2 separate regions of the Ovis aries genome follow, and region 1 is linked to region 2. Evidence: chromatin contacts called from public Hi-C data. All regions are on one chromosome and are shown on one strand. Each heading gives the region's core, a stretch centred on a gene start, on an enhancer-like site or on the middle of the called end of the contact. The rest is flanking DNA. Distances are from core to core; before and after follow the strand shown. Region 1 overlaps ZNRF1 (zinc and ring finger 1). Region 2 holds the start of ZNRF1 (zinc and ring finger 1).

What was found. A called contact is a pair of places that touch in the nucleus more often than the background predicts.
Region 1: a contact with region 2 is called in a Hi-C map of muscle, with 2.2 times the contacts expected there. The contact joins the enhancer-like site here to the promoter of ZNRF1 in region 2. A contact is called at or near these places in 3 of 16 Hi-C or Micro-C datasets (blood, muscle and tail adipose tissue).

Annotation. Positions count from the first base shown.
Region 1 is chr14:1,885,263-1,891,912 of ARS-UI_Ramb_v3.0, reverse strand. The region is part of intron 1 of ZNRF1 (zinc and ring finger 1); the gene reads right to left. Among named protein-coding and RNA genes, the nearest start is that of ZNRF1, 36 kb to the right of the region's middle. Within about 2 kb of position 5,227, at least 8 of the 54 cell types and tissues checked have an H3K27ac peak or open chromatin away from gene starts, as enhancers often do. A contact at or near this core is called in muscle, where this site is marked.
Region 2 is chr14:1,849,105-1,855,614 of ARS-UI_Ramb_v3.0, reverse strand. It overlaps ZNRF1 (zinc and ring finger 1), which reads right to left and starts at 3,091. Exons shown (of 5, transcript XM_027977626.2): 1 at 2,138-3,091. The coding sequence starts at 2,561.

The sequences.
Region 1 (6,650 bases), core at 3,978-6,477, 34 kb before region 2:
ACACAGACTTAATCCAAGCAAAGCCAAGTTTTGCCCCGGGCTTGGGAGGACACTGGCCACTGACAGGAACATAACAGAAGAATGTGAGCTACCAGGACGAGCCAGACAAGCCAGTGGACGACGCTACAGCAGAGGCTACGGCCTGAACAGGAGCCCACGAGCCCCAGACAGATCCGGAAACCCCAGAAGAAATATCTCTGGAGTCCAGATTTTCTTGAAAATGTGACGGGTCATCTCAATGCAAGAAATGAAAAGGTATCATCTGAGGGCATGAGGGAAATCTCTGTTTCTGTGAGTCAAGTCTGCTTATTCAATATGTCCCTTGCGTTTTGCATGAGGCATCCCTGTGATGGGAATTACAGATGCAAAGAACGGGAAGACCTCCAGGCCCAAAGGTAGCTGCCTTGACGGCTACAGTTTTCCTCTCTCCAGCTGGAGTCCTCAAGTTGGGAGAATATAATTCTTTTCTGACCCTCGGTTCCCATTTTACATGGATATTTAGATAATCGGTGTTTAATGTTAAGGTTGTAGCCACCCACCTGAACTAATTTTATTTTAAAAGGTGGGATGGGCAGTGAGAGAAAGCCCTCGCGATTTCCTCCGGGATCTATGAACATAGGTTCAGGAAGACCACTGGCCGACCTGGAGTGGGGCTGTAAGAGAGGTGCGTTTCCTCGGGAGGGAGGTTCCTCCTTCATCCCCAGCACACATGCCTCGTGGAGCAGTGGTGGGATGTCTGGCCTTGGGAACACATGTGTCTTAGCCCTGACGGCAGCAAATGAAAATGCTTTTCCCATCTGCAGGCTCAGATTCCCCTCATTTTCACATGGGTCACCAACTCTGCCTTAATTTTAAAAGCTGGTGCCACAAAGGAGCAGAATCATGGAGAGATTAAAACTGCATTTGACCTTATTTACAAAAGAGCAGCAGAGTCACGGATGTAGAAAACGAACTTGTGGTTACCACGGGAGGGGAAGGGGAGGGATAAACTGGGAGACGGGGGCTGACACACACACTACCATACACAAAAGAGATAACTAGCAAGAACCTGCTCTGTAGCAGAGGGAACTCCACTCAATACCCTGTAATGGCCTGTATGGGGAAAAAAATCTAAAAAAAAAAAACACAAACCAGTGTATATACGTGTGCTGCTGCTGCTGCTGTCAGTCGCGTCTGACTCTGTGCGACCCCACAGACGGCAGCCCACCAGGCTCCCCCATCCCTGGGATTCTCTAGGCAAGAATACTGGAGTGGGTTGCCATTTCCTTCTCCAATGTATGAAAGTGAAAAGTGTATATGTATAGGTATATGTATAACTGATTCACTTTGCTGTATACTTAAAACTAGCACATTATAAATCAACTATACTCCAATAGAAATAAAAACAAAAAACCTGCATTTGGTGAAATGCATCAGAACAATAAAATGGACTGCACTGATGAGTTCATGATAAAGCAAAGGTAGGGAAATGTTGGTCGTGGAGTCTGGCTGGTGGTTATATGGATCTTCACGGCACAGTTCTCTCAACTGTGCTGCCTCTGGTGGGTCCGTCTGCTTGAGGATGGAGGTGGCCTTGAAGGAATGAGGAAATTGCTCACATATGTGAGATCAGAAGGCCTGGCCTCACCTTAAACATGCTTGCTGGCCTGAAGGCGGCTTGTCAAGTCACCAAGGACTCTTTACAAGGGCATACGTCAGAACCAGCCTCCTCAAAGTTGGGGACCTTCGCAAACGACTAATGCTTGGGCCTCATTGTAAGTCCTGACCCACAAGCTGAGGCTGGCAGAGTGGTATAGTTTTTTTATCTTGGTGGAGGTTTGTATTGTTCCTGTGTATACACTGTCAAAACTCAGTGAACATATATACTTCAAATGTATGCATCTCACTCTGTGTAAAATTTCACGCCAAGGGAAACTATAAACAAACACTAAAAACCAGTTAATGGTATGCATGTTGAAATATTCAGAGGGAAGCATGCAGATAACTGCATTTACTTTGAGATGCATCAAAAAATAAGACTGCGTGGCGAGATGAAAAGAAAAGAAATGTGGCGATAACAAGCAGAGTAAAAAGACGTGTTTCGGGTAGGTAGTGGTGGTTGCAGTGATATGACTATACCAGCAAAACAAGTATTTTTTTGGAAGTTCCTCAAGCGGGTTAAACAAGTTGCGGTGGAATACTACGTAACAACAATAACAACAAAACAGGAATGGATTACTGATAAACACAACCTGGAAAGGGAACTATGCTGAATGTAAAGCGTTAATCCTAAAAGTTATGTACCTGTGTGATTCATTTATACAGCATTAACAAAATCACCAAATTACAGAGACAGAGAACAAATCCGCACAGTTGCCAGACACTAAGGAATGGGGCGGGGTGGTGGTGGAGTGTGACAATAAAGGGGAGTATTAGAGAACTCAGTGGTGATGGAACATTCCATGGCTTGATTGTGGTGATGGGCACTCCAGCTGACACATGTGATATAACCACACACACACACACACACACACACACACACACCCATGGCGCACGTCAAACGGTGAAATGTGAATAAGGTCTGTGGGCCCTGTGGGCCGTCCCGAAGGTACCAAAGCCGATGTCCTCATTTTGATAGAATGCCACAGCTACATAAGACATACACCACTGCGGGCAACTGTATGAAGGCGTATGGGATCACTACTATTTTTACAACTTCCTGCGAATCTAAACAAAAGTTCCTCAGACAATTCCAAATTTCCCTAGACTCATTTAGTCTAATCACTGACTATAGAGAAGAAAAATCAAAATTCTATAGAGTTCTCTCAATCACAAAAAAGTTTACCTTCTAATTCTAAAACTAAACTTAATCAGGTACCAGAAATGTTTGTCGAAACTTCTAAACCAACAGTGTCTAAATACACCCCCTTCCTTCCCTCGGACAGGCATTCTTGGCATTACATGTAATATCAGGATTGAGATCATCCACATGGGTAATCTGGGGGAAAAGAGGTAGGTCAAGTGGACCAACAGAAGAGGAAAAAAAGAGAGATGCTACGTTACAAAGGAGCAGCTGCAAATGTGCAAACTAAAACTTACAGGGAAGTTTCAAGAAAACTGAGTGTTTCACAACCAAGCCAAGGTTTGTCAAAAGGGGTTTCTCTTAGCTTTCAGAGTTCCCAAGCCATTATTTGCTAGTAAATTTCATGAGAAGCAGAGGGGGACATGCTCCAGACACAGCTGTTTCCATCTGTTGTTGAAAATAAGATCCTGCCTAAAAAAAGAAAATGTTAAAAAAGTCATAAATCCTTCAAACTACAACCTCAGCAGAGGAGTGAACCATGATTCTTAAAACGTGATAACTTTGCTCCTGCTTGAGCACACTGAAAAGGCAACCATTCTGACACATTTCAATGCTGATGTGCTGATGCCCTAAGAACAGGGAGATTAAGCAAAGCAGGACACACTTGGAGCTTCTACAGCTTAGCAGCCTCACTGTCCTTCCTGCCGCTTTCCACCACTCCACCCCTTCTCCAACCTCCAACCGTTAAGAAAAAACAACCCGTAAGATTTTTGTAATCGGGATTAACAATAAGCTGGAAGCGAAGATTCTGGGATCTGTTAAACTGTGAGAAAGGTGACAACTTGAGTCACTTGCTAAAAGTTCACAGAATAAACCTAAGCCTTAAAAATGATCTAAAGTGCCGAGTCTCTCAATTGTGAAAATCAAAACCAGGGGAACTTCCAGTTACAGTAATATGATAAACCAGAAAACCCTATTGCTGCAAATACCTGATATTACTGGAGAACAAAAAGAAAGAACTGGAAATCCCCAAGCACCAGAAACCAAGAGAACTGAAAAGAGAAAGTGACGGTGGGGAGGAGGCTGGTCTCCTCATGCTACAGAGAAAAAAGGCCTCTCCTGAGCTCTGTAGCTGCAGGCTTGCACCTCCTACTCTGGTGCCCATGAGCTCGCAGTCAAAAATTACAAAACACACGGGAAAACCACCCACCAAGAGCAGGGTACCAAAACAGTACAATCTGACAGATACTGTGGATACGTACACCTTAACTTTTAAATTGCTCAGGAAAAATTATACATGAGAGAGGTAAGGGCGTGAGAACGAAGAGAGTTCAAATATGACAAAACATTAATTGGCTGGATCTAGGTGAGGGGAATGAATATAGGTGTTGGCAGTCCTGTTCTTTAAGTCTTCTGTGGGACTGAAATTTTTCAAAATAACAAGTTGGGGAAAAGAAAAGCATTATCTTATACATTTATAAACTTTTATGTTTATATATCAAGGTAAGTAAATATGGTAATGAGTGTGGGGGTTAGAAAAGAATGGAAGAACTGGAAGCAATTAATGAAAGATTTAATGTGGTTTCAATCCAACTAACTTATAGAAAAAAAGAAGTCCCCAGGAGATCATTTGAGGGAGAGTTAGTTCATTTACTTCAGGAGAGCTCATTTCCATACTACTTAAGACAGAGCTGATAAAAGTATGCATTTGTATCGGATCATCTAAGGAAATGTAATTGCCAACTTCAGCAAAAGATCTAAGAATAATGTTTTCACTAGATATTCTACTGCCATGAATCCCGAATACTAAATTAGCAAAAGGCTTCCTATGTGAATGTGGAAGTGATTTTTTAAGAGAGAAACAGTATAAGAGGATAAAAAAAATAATTTCTTCTACGGATTAAAAGACTTGTGGGACAGCAAAGCAGAACCTGGGACAGGCAACTCTATGCAGGAGGTAGACTGCTTAATGCTGGGAGACTTGGTCGGCGGGTAGGAGAGAAGACGGGAGGCATGGAGCTGCTTTTGGGGGTTAAGCTGATGGTGATGATGGCTGCACAATTCTGAAAATACTAAAAGAATTGTATACTTCAAATAGATGAACTATATATAAATTGTATCTCAATTAAGTTGTGAAAATGCATATACTAGAAAACAAAAATAACGGAAAATCGTTCGCGAGAGTGTCCAACTCAAAAACCGAGGAAAGAACTATAGAGTAAACCCAAACAGAAGGAAAGGGAGGACAAACTGCAAAAAAAAAAAAAAAAAAAGCACTCGGCAGAAAACCACCATGGTGTTTAGGCAGAAAAAAGATCAGTGGTGGCAGGGTAACTTAGAGAGAAGCTGAGCTTCTGAGCACAAGGCCACACACAGCACGGCGCAAGCGGACCGACAAGGAGCCTCCCGCCTCGGGACACTCGAGAAAAGCACCACCATCGCACCGCCCACACCCTACCCCGATGCCATTTACTTGCTAGAATTTGACCCGTCCATACACCGCCTCCACGGCCTCAAGTTGCTCTTTCCAAATTAGCCCTTGGACGGGGCCCAGGTCATCTCTCTGGACCCTGCTGTGAGGAGAGCCAGGTATTCAAGTTTTCTGAGCTCTAACTGATGAAAGCAGGCCCTCATTGGTTTGGAAAGTCTCCAGCCTCCACTCCTGAGAGCAAAGACGGCTCTGAGAGGACCTTCTCGAGCCCAGGGAAAGCATCTACAAGTCACAGCAGAGCACTTTCAGAGGCGAAAGTTTACGAACATTCCCCTTAAAATCCCTCTGCGGTCAGGAACAAATCAAGGGCATCCGCCGTAACTACTTCCATTCGGTGGTGTGTGAGCCGGCTGAGACAGCACAGTGTTAAAGGCTGGAGCGTGGCCCTCCTAAGTCCCATGTGGAAGTCTGAATGCCCAGTAACCCTTAATATGACTGTCTTTGGAGACGGGGCGGTGAAGGAGGTCACTAAGGTAAAATCAGGCCATTAGCATGGCCCTAGTCCAACATGAGTCGTGTCCGTATGCCAAGTGGGACCAGCGCACACACACACAGGGAAGGCCATGTAAAGACACAGACCATCCATAAGCCAAGGGGCGAGGGTCAGAAGAAAGCAACCCCGTGGACATCCTGATCGTAAACCGCCAGCCTCTGGGACTGTAATAAACTTCTGCTGTCTAAGCCGCTCAGTTGGTGGGACCTTGCTATGGCAGCCCTAGCAACCTAACAATGTGACAGAGACAAAAGATACAAGGACAAGAAGGGAAGAGACACCACTGTAGTATGATTATCTGCATGAGGAAAGCAGGCGAATCTACAAAACTGCGAGAACTAAGAAATGCTAAGAAAAGCTGCCAGATGTGAGATCTACACACAAGAAAGTCAACAGCACTCCTCCCAAAGCGCTAACGACAGTTAGAGAACAAACAGTTACCATAATTAACTGTCCCTCACTGTGCAAATGGGTAAAGAAACTGAACTATACTTATCCACAGATCAAGGGGACACTACAAAACAGTTATCTCTAAAATAAAGAGGCTGGATTTGCACAGATATATCTCAAAAACACAACTCTGAATTTTAAAAAAAAAAAAGGCAAGTTACAAAGAAATAGATATTCTATCTATTCATTTTTAATACCCACAAATCATGGAGACCCATGTAAGTACAAGTGCAGATAAACCCACAGGCAGGGTGTTTATGTTAGACATTTCATCTTGGTGACAGGCACACAGATGTTTGCCATATCATTTTCTGTACTGTTCTATATATTTGAAAGACTTCATTTTTTGGATAGAAATACTCTTTGAGGTCCAGATGAATACAAACTTAAAAAACTTCTAAGGAGTTCATGATTTTAAAAGACCCACAGTACTC
Region 2 (6,510 bases), core at 1,842-4,341:
CAGTGAACAAGAAAGGAAGGGGATGTCCTGGAAGGAAGGGCTTGTGGCCTATTTCAGAAGGTGAGGAGAACCACCACTGCAGAAGAACAGAAGCATCAAAGTTCCTCTCAAGTGCGCTGCACAGGAAAAACTAATTATTTCACTTGCATAAAACAACAAATCCCTAAGGCAGTGGTTCTCAAGCCCCAACCAGGAGCGCTCTGAAATTTGTGGGGGCGCTGAATGGGCAGAGCCCGGCATGTTCAATGCCTGCAAAGGCCAGGATGGCCCTATGATGACCAGATTACCCGAAATATTAACAGCAGCCCCCCCCAACACACACTTCAATGTCAATCCCTCAAGGGATTAATATGCTTCAACTTTCCCTGTAGTCCCTGGTTCAGCAGGTCTTCCTAACCTCTAGCTGGAAAAAGGAAAAAAAAAAAAATTAACGTTTTACAGCTGAAGAGTCTGAATTTTAGAATCCAAATGCAAGCTCATAACTCTGGCATGGAACCTGGTGGCGGAATAAGGAAAAAGAACTTTCTGGTAAAAGAAAAGAAATTTGAGTGGAAAAAGGGAACTCCTACTCTAAGATTACATTCCTGCAACACACAAAATTCTACCTGTGACTTTTGAGAACTGTCTTATAGTGCTTTTCTGTTTAAACTCAGACACTAATGACAGCTTTCTTAAAAACTTAACTACAATCACCTCAAAAATACACCTGACCCTTTCTGGACCAAATTTTATAAGGAAGATTACTAAGTTTAAGATGTCTAAAGCTGATCAAATGATGTCTGAAAGTGCCAGAGGTAATCACACCCTACATCTCTTCAGGGCAGTGTCCAAATTATATCTAGAAGTCTGTTCAGGGATTAAAATTCCATCCTAGCAATTAAAAGCCACTTTCAAGGATTACCCTAAATTAGTCACTATTCCTCCCGAAAACTCATTTCACAATCGGTTTAAAGAACTGAAAAAAAAATTAACATTATTTCCAGAAATAGAGATCCAAAGTGTCTCCCCTATTTCACAAGAGCAAGCAGTGATCCAACAGATAAATCCTCCATAGAGCAATCTTTCTTCTACACAGTATCTAAATTTTCTGAAGTCGCCCAAAGGAGTCTGAATATGTTAACTTCTTTACTCCAACTCGCCAATTAGTAAATAGCAGCCCCACACCCCTTCTGACCAATTTTCTGGAGGCCTAACCTGGTTTCTCAGGTTAGCTAAGCAGACAGACCTGTTTTCCTCCAGAAGCTCCTGCCAGTGTCTTTTCTGCCCTGCCAGAGTCTAGGAAATCCTCCTCCAGCTTTTTGCTGACCTGTCACCAGAAGTTCACAAAATGAATTCATCCAGGTCCTTTGACTCCTCCTTTCCCCCCGACATGTGCCAACAGCAGTGCAAGAGAACTGCCATGTCTTGGTCACAAGAAGATGCAGAATACCCAAGCACTTCAGCATGGAGGAGAAGAAGAAAGATGGAGGGATCCAAGAGACACTGAGCCAAGGCTGCTACTGCATGCAGCACGGGTAACCAGGGCCCCAGTCACGCAAAGCCTCCCAGGGAGGCTCCCTGGCTGCGCCCTCCGACCAGCAGGCCACACCTGTCTATGGCAGCAGCCTGTCGGCCGCTCCATTTTAAACAATTCAGATTTCCAGCACAGCCGCAAAACTGGGCACCCACTTCTCCAGCAAGAGCAAGTGCCCTCATCCAAACCCCACTTGGCCCCAATCTTCTCTTCACATCCTTTGTCTGAGATGCTCGGTCCAATTGGATCCCTTCTGTGTTACCGGTGCACCCAGCACAATGCAGCAGTAACAGAAAGGAAGCACGGAGGCCGACTTGCGACCAGCCAGACTTCTCTGAGGACGGGGAGGCCAATGAATGAGACTTCAACAGGCATCCACAAGTGAACCAACGCCTGAAGTCCTCACACACCTGGCTCTCCTCGGCCTCTCAGAAAGCCTCATTTCTAGAGAGTGGGTATTCCATTCATCCCTTGGCTTCGGGAACCAAGAGGACGACAGCCAGATCCAGGTACCGCACTTTTACCTCCAGACCTTTTGCGTGCACGCGTGCGAAGGTGCGGGGCACCTCGGCGCGCCCTCCCTGGCACCCCACCCTCCGAGGCCTCTGGCGCCCGCGGACTCACCACTGTGCGAGCTGAACCACCGGGGTGCGATGTGCAGAGGTAGAGCATCCGCTAGCGAGGCTCGGGAGCCCAGGTACAGCATCCCGTCTCTATGGTGACCGCCACCCGTCTCCTGGTAACCATTGCCGTGGGCATAGGTGGAGTCGGACGTCGACCCTCCGCTGCCGGGCGCCCTCTCGGCGTCGCCGGTCCCTCGGGAGGCGGGGGTGTAGAGGCCAAAGGGCACCCCGCTGGCCGTGCTGGGGTCCATGCCCATGCCCGCCACGGAGCTGACCGAGCGGCTGCGGAGCCCCATGGCCCCGCCGCCCGCCCGGTAGTGCCCGAAGTGGGGCGCCCCTCCCGGCGGGGGCACGGCGCTGTCGTCGGTGGAGACCCCCGGGAAGGGGCCGCGCGAGCGGGCCGCTGTGCTCTGCTTGCCGCCCATGCTCGCCCGGGCCCCGGCGGGGCGGGAGCCTGCAGGCCGAGACCCTCCCCCTGTCCTCAGCGGCGGGGGCAGGGCTGGGCGGGCATACGGGGGAGCAAAAAGGAGACCGGAGGGGAAGGGAAAAAGGAAAAAGAGAGGACCCGAGCAGGACCCAGACTACGGGCTGCAGGCGTCCCGAGCCCGGCGCATGATTCCCCTCAAGGTCCGGAGAGGCGAGGCGCGCGGGCTCGGCGCGCCCCAGGCCGCCCCCGGGCTCCCGAGGGCCGGGCGCCGCGGGGAGGAGGCCGCCCGCCCGGCAGCGGCCGCCGGAGGAGGAGGGCGGGGGCGCCGGCGCGTGCCGCCTCAAGACGCCGCGGCCGGGACGGCGGCCCGGACCCCCGAGGCCCGGGCGGGCTGCGGCGCCGGCGGCCCGCGGAGCTCGCGAAGCCGCGCTCGCGTCGCGCTCTCGGCCCTGCCGCGCGGGCCCCGCCGGCCGCGCCGCTCGCTCCCGGGCTGCGCTCGCCGGCGCTCCTCGCCGCCGCGGAGACAATGGAGGGCGGCAGCGCGCAGGCGCGGCGGCGCCCCCGCCCCCGCCCCCCGCGTTAACCCCTTCGCGGCCCGCGCGGCGCCGGGCGGGGACTCGGGGCGTGGACGCCTCGCCCGCCCCGCCCGGCCCGGCCCTGCCCTGTCCGATGGCCCCGGGGCAGGCGTGGTCCGAGCCGCTGGAGCTCAGGACCAGAGGCGACGCGGCACCTTTAAGCCCCCAAGAGCAGCTGGTCATTCAGGGGGAATCCCCCCGTGGGCGGAGGGGCGGCGGTGGTCCAAAGGGTGGGAAAGAAACCCGGGGAAGAAGAAAAAGGACTCCAGACGCCTACCTAGCCCCGAGGGTCACTGGTCAAGCTCCCTTCCCGGCACGAATTTGCCCCCGCAGCACCCTCTGGTGGACTTGCTGTCCGTTCTATCTGAGGTTCAATGTCCTGGAATCCCCAACACCAGGAAGTTTAGCGTTTTGGGGCTCGATAGTTTTTCCGGGATTAAACAGGGCTGGGGGGTGTGTAGGGGGGGTGTTGCTTGTGATTTCAGATTTTGCTGCCAATAGATCAGAACTTCCTATTTTGGACTTAAGCAAATGGGTAGATCCTTAAGATAAAATGCGACTCTGAAAATCATCAGGTGTACGATTAAAAAAAAATAACAGACGTGGAAATCTAATAATGCAGCTAGAACTAGTGATTTTAGAAACTCCCTGGTTCAAGGAAGGACTCCTGTTTTGTTTACCGTTTATCCAGGTATGCATCGCAGGGCCTGGGACACAGCAGGTACCCAATATTTGCTCACCGAGTCTGCGTTTTGCAATGTCTCCCTCACATATTCACATTCACTCACTCATTCCATTCTTTCGTTCATTCATTTGTTCAACAGCTATTTTTTTAAGTGCTGAGTGCTGCCTAGGACTGTCTGTCACTCAGTCCCTGGTCTAACTGACTTCCTTGTTCTAAATGTCAGATACTTCCAAATCAAGGAGCCAAAACAGGGTGCAAAGAAATATTAAAACTGAAAAAAGAAAGGTTGATCTGTCATAGGTATTGATTGTCTCAGTGTGACCAGCTTGGAAGGAATAGGCGGCCTTTGCAAGCAGCAAAAAGCCCTGCAGAAGGAAGTTGAGATTTCTGTATGAGAAATGATGAAGGAAAAAACAATGTTTTAATACCCAAAACATTATCTGTAAGTTTCCAAATGGGGAATTTGTATACAGCTAAGATCCAAATGAGTGATTTGAAGAAAAACAAGAAAGGTTAAATTTAACCCAGTTTCCTCCCTGAAGAAAGAAGACAGGTAGTTCAGTACTGTGCAGAAAAGAGGATACCCTCCCCAGATCTCTACTGAGGAGATAAATATATAATCCATAAGAATTATAACCATCTAACTAGCTTTTGATTTACCTATTCATTCAACACTTTTTTTTAAAAGTTGAACAAAATATAAACCTTTTTTTTTTTTTTTTTTTTCTTTACTGGGAGGCTTGTGGAACCTTAGTTCCTTAACCAGGAATCCAACCTGGGCCCCCAATGGTGAAAGCAGAGTCCTAACCACTGGACAGCCAGGTAATTCCCAAAATATGAATTTCTAATAAGTGCCAGGTATTGCACTAGGTTCTGGGATATGACAGTGAGCAAAACAAATGGAGTCTTGTTCTCACAGGGCTTCAGAAGAAACACTAACCTAAATGTTCATCAACTGGTGGATGGGTAAAGCAAATGTGATATATTCATACAATGGACAGTCATTAAAAGAACGAAATGCTAAAAAAAAAAAGAAGGAGTCCAGCTTAGGAAAAAAAAAAAAAAGAAGTGCTGATACATGCTACTACATGAATAAATCTTGAAAACACTAAGTAAAAGAAGTATGAAATGTCCAGAATAGGCAAATTTATTGACAGAAAGAAAGGTGGGGGTTGGGGGAAGGAAGGGAGGGGAGAATGGAGAATGCCTGCTACTGGGTTTATTTTTGGAGTGATGAAAATGTTCTGGAATTAGATCATGGTGATGGTTGTACAACCTTGTGCATATACCAAAAAAAAAGCACTGAGAGGGTAAATTTGATGATATGTGAATTACAGTGCAATAACACACACACATATATATGAGGTATCAACGCAGGCAGTGACACTCCAGTGTGGTAGATCAGCCTAAAGCAGTGCCTGGCAAGTAAGCAACACTCAGTGTATGTTTATGAAATGAATGAATGAGTAATTCAAGACCGTGTGCTGATGGAAGGAGACAGGCACAGACATAGTGATTCCAAGCCAAGACCTAAAAGATGAGTTGGAGATTAGCCAGGGAAAGCAGGGTAGGGGTGGGGAATTAGCTGTGTTTCAGGAAGAGAAGAATGTTCCAGACAAAAGGAACAGCATGTTCAAAGGAGCTGGAAGACGCAGTAGAGCTGCGAAGAGGAGTGGGAACCAGAGATGAAGCTGGTCCTCAGAGCTGACAAAAGGGCCCAGGGTAGCCGTGAACTGTATCCTGAGGGGATGGGGGGCTCTGGAAAGTTTTATCAACATCATTATCCTTAAAAATAGTAATGATTAATAAGGCCAAATGATTAATGAGCCCTGAAGATGCTCCTGCTGCTCTTTAGTCCTTAAGTCATGTCTGACTCTTTGCGACCCCATGGACTGTAGCCCGCCAGGCTCCTTTGTCCATGGGATATATATACAGACAAGAATGAAGATATGAATGGAAGACTGGATGGGAACATGAAACAACATAATGTAATCCTCGGGGGGTGGGAAGTAGGAACTAGAGAGCTGGGATGGTGGATGGGAAAAGTTTCGTTTCATGATGTACTTTTTTGTATTTTAGTGTTTGAACAGAGAGCCTAGATAAAGAGAGAGGCGAGCATATGGAAAGTGTAAACCATAGGAAGAAGCACAACTGGACTTCTACGCTTTACAGTGAACATGCTCATTAAGGCCTCTTTGGATGACAATTTCATTTTTTCTCTATGCTTCCCAATGGGGTGAAAAAGATTAGATCTGCCTAATAACTGTATTTCTTTTTGTATATTAATAATTTGCCCTTGAGGAATATATTCCAGTCTGCTGGTTGTCCTTTCTCTCCCACATCTGGCACCACTGAATGGCCGCGAGTTTAATCTGCAAAGGTGAAGCCCCTGCTTTCTGCCGTGTGATGACACTGAGCTTAAGTGGCCTGTGGGACCGTGAATGACAGTCTTTCTCAGGCAATGTCCTTGTTATCTCCTTGCGCAGTTATTCAGATGACAAATCTCCCCCTGAAATAAAAATATTAAGATATAGAGCAAGGAAAGTTCTTCATTCAGCAGCTTGATTCTGTCCTTTACATCTTAGAGAGAGTGACTCATGCCGTAGCAACAGGCATCCACTGAAACCTGCAGCCTCAGATTAGCTTCAGTTTGTCTTCTGTTGCATCGAGAATCCCGGATGTGTTTT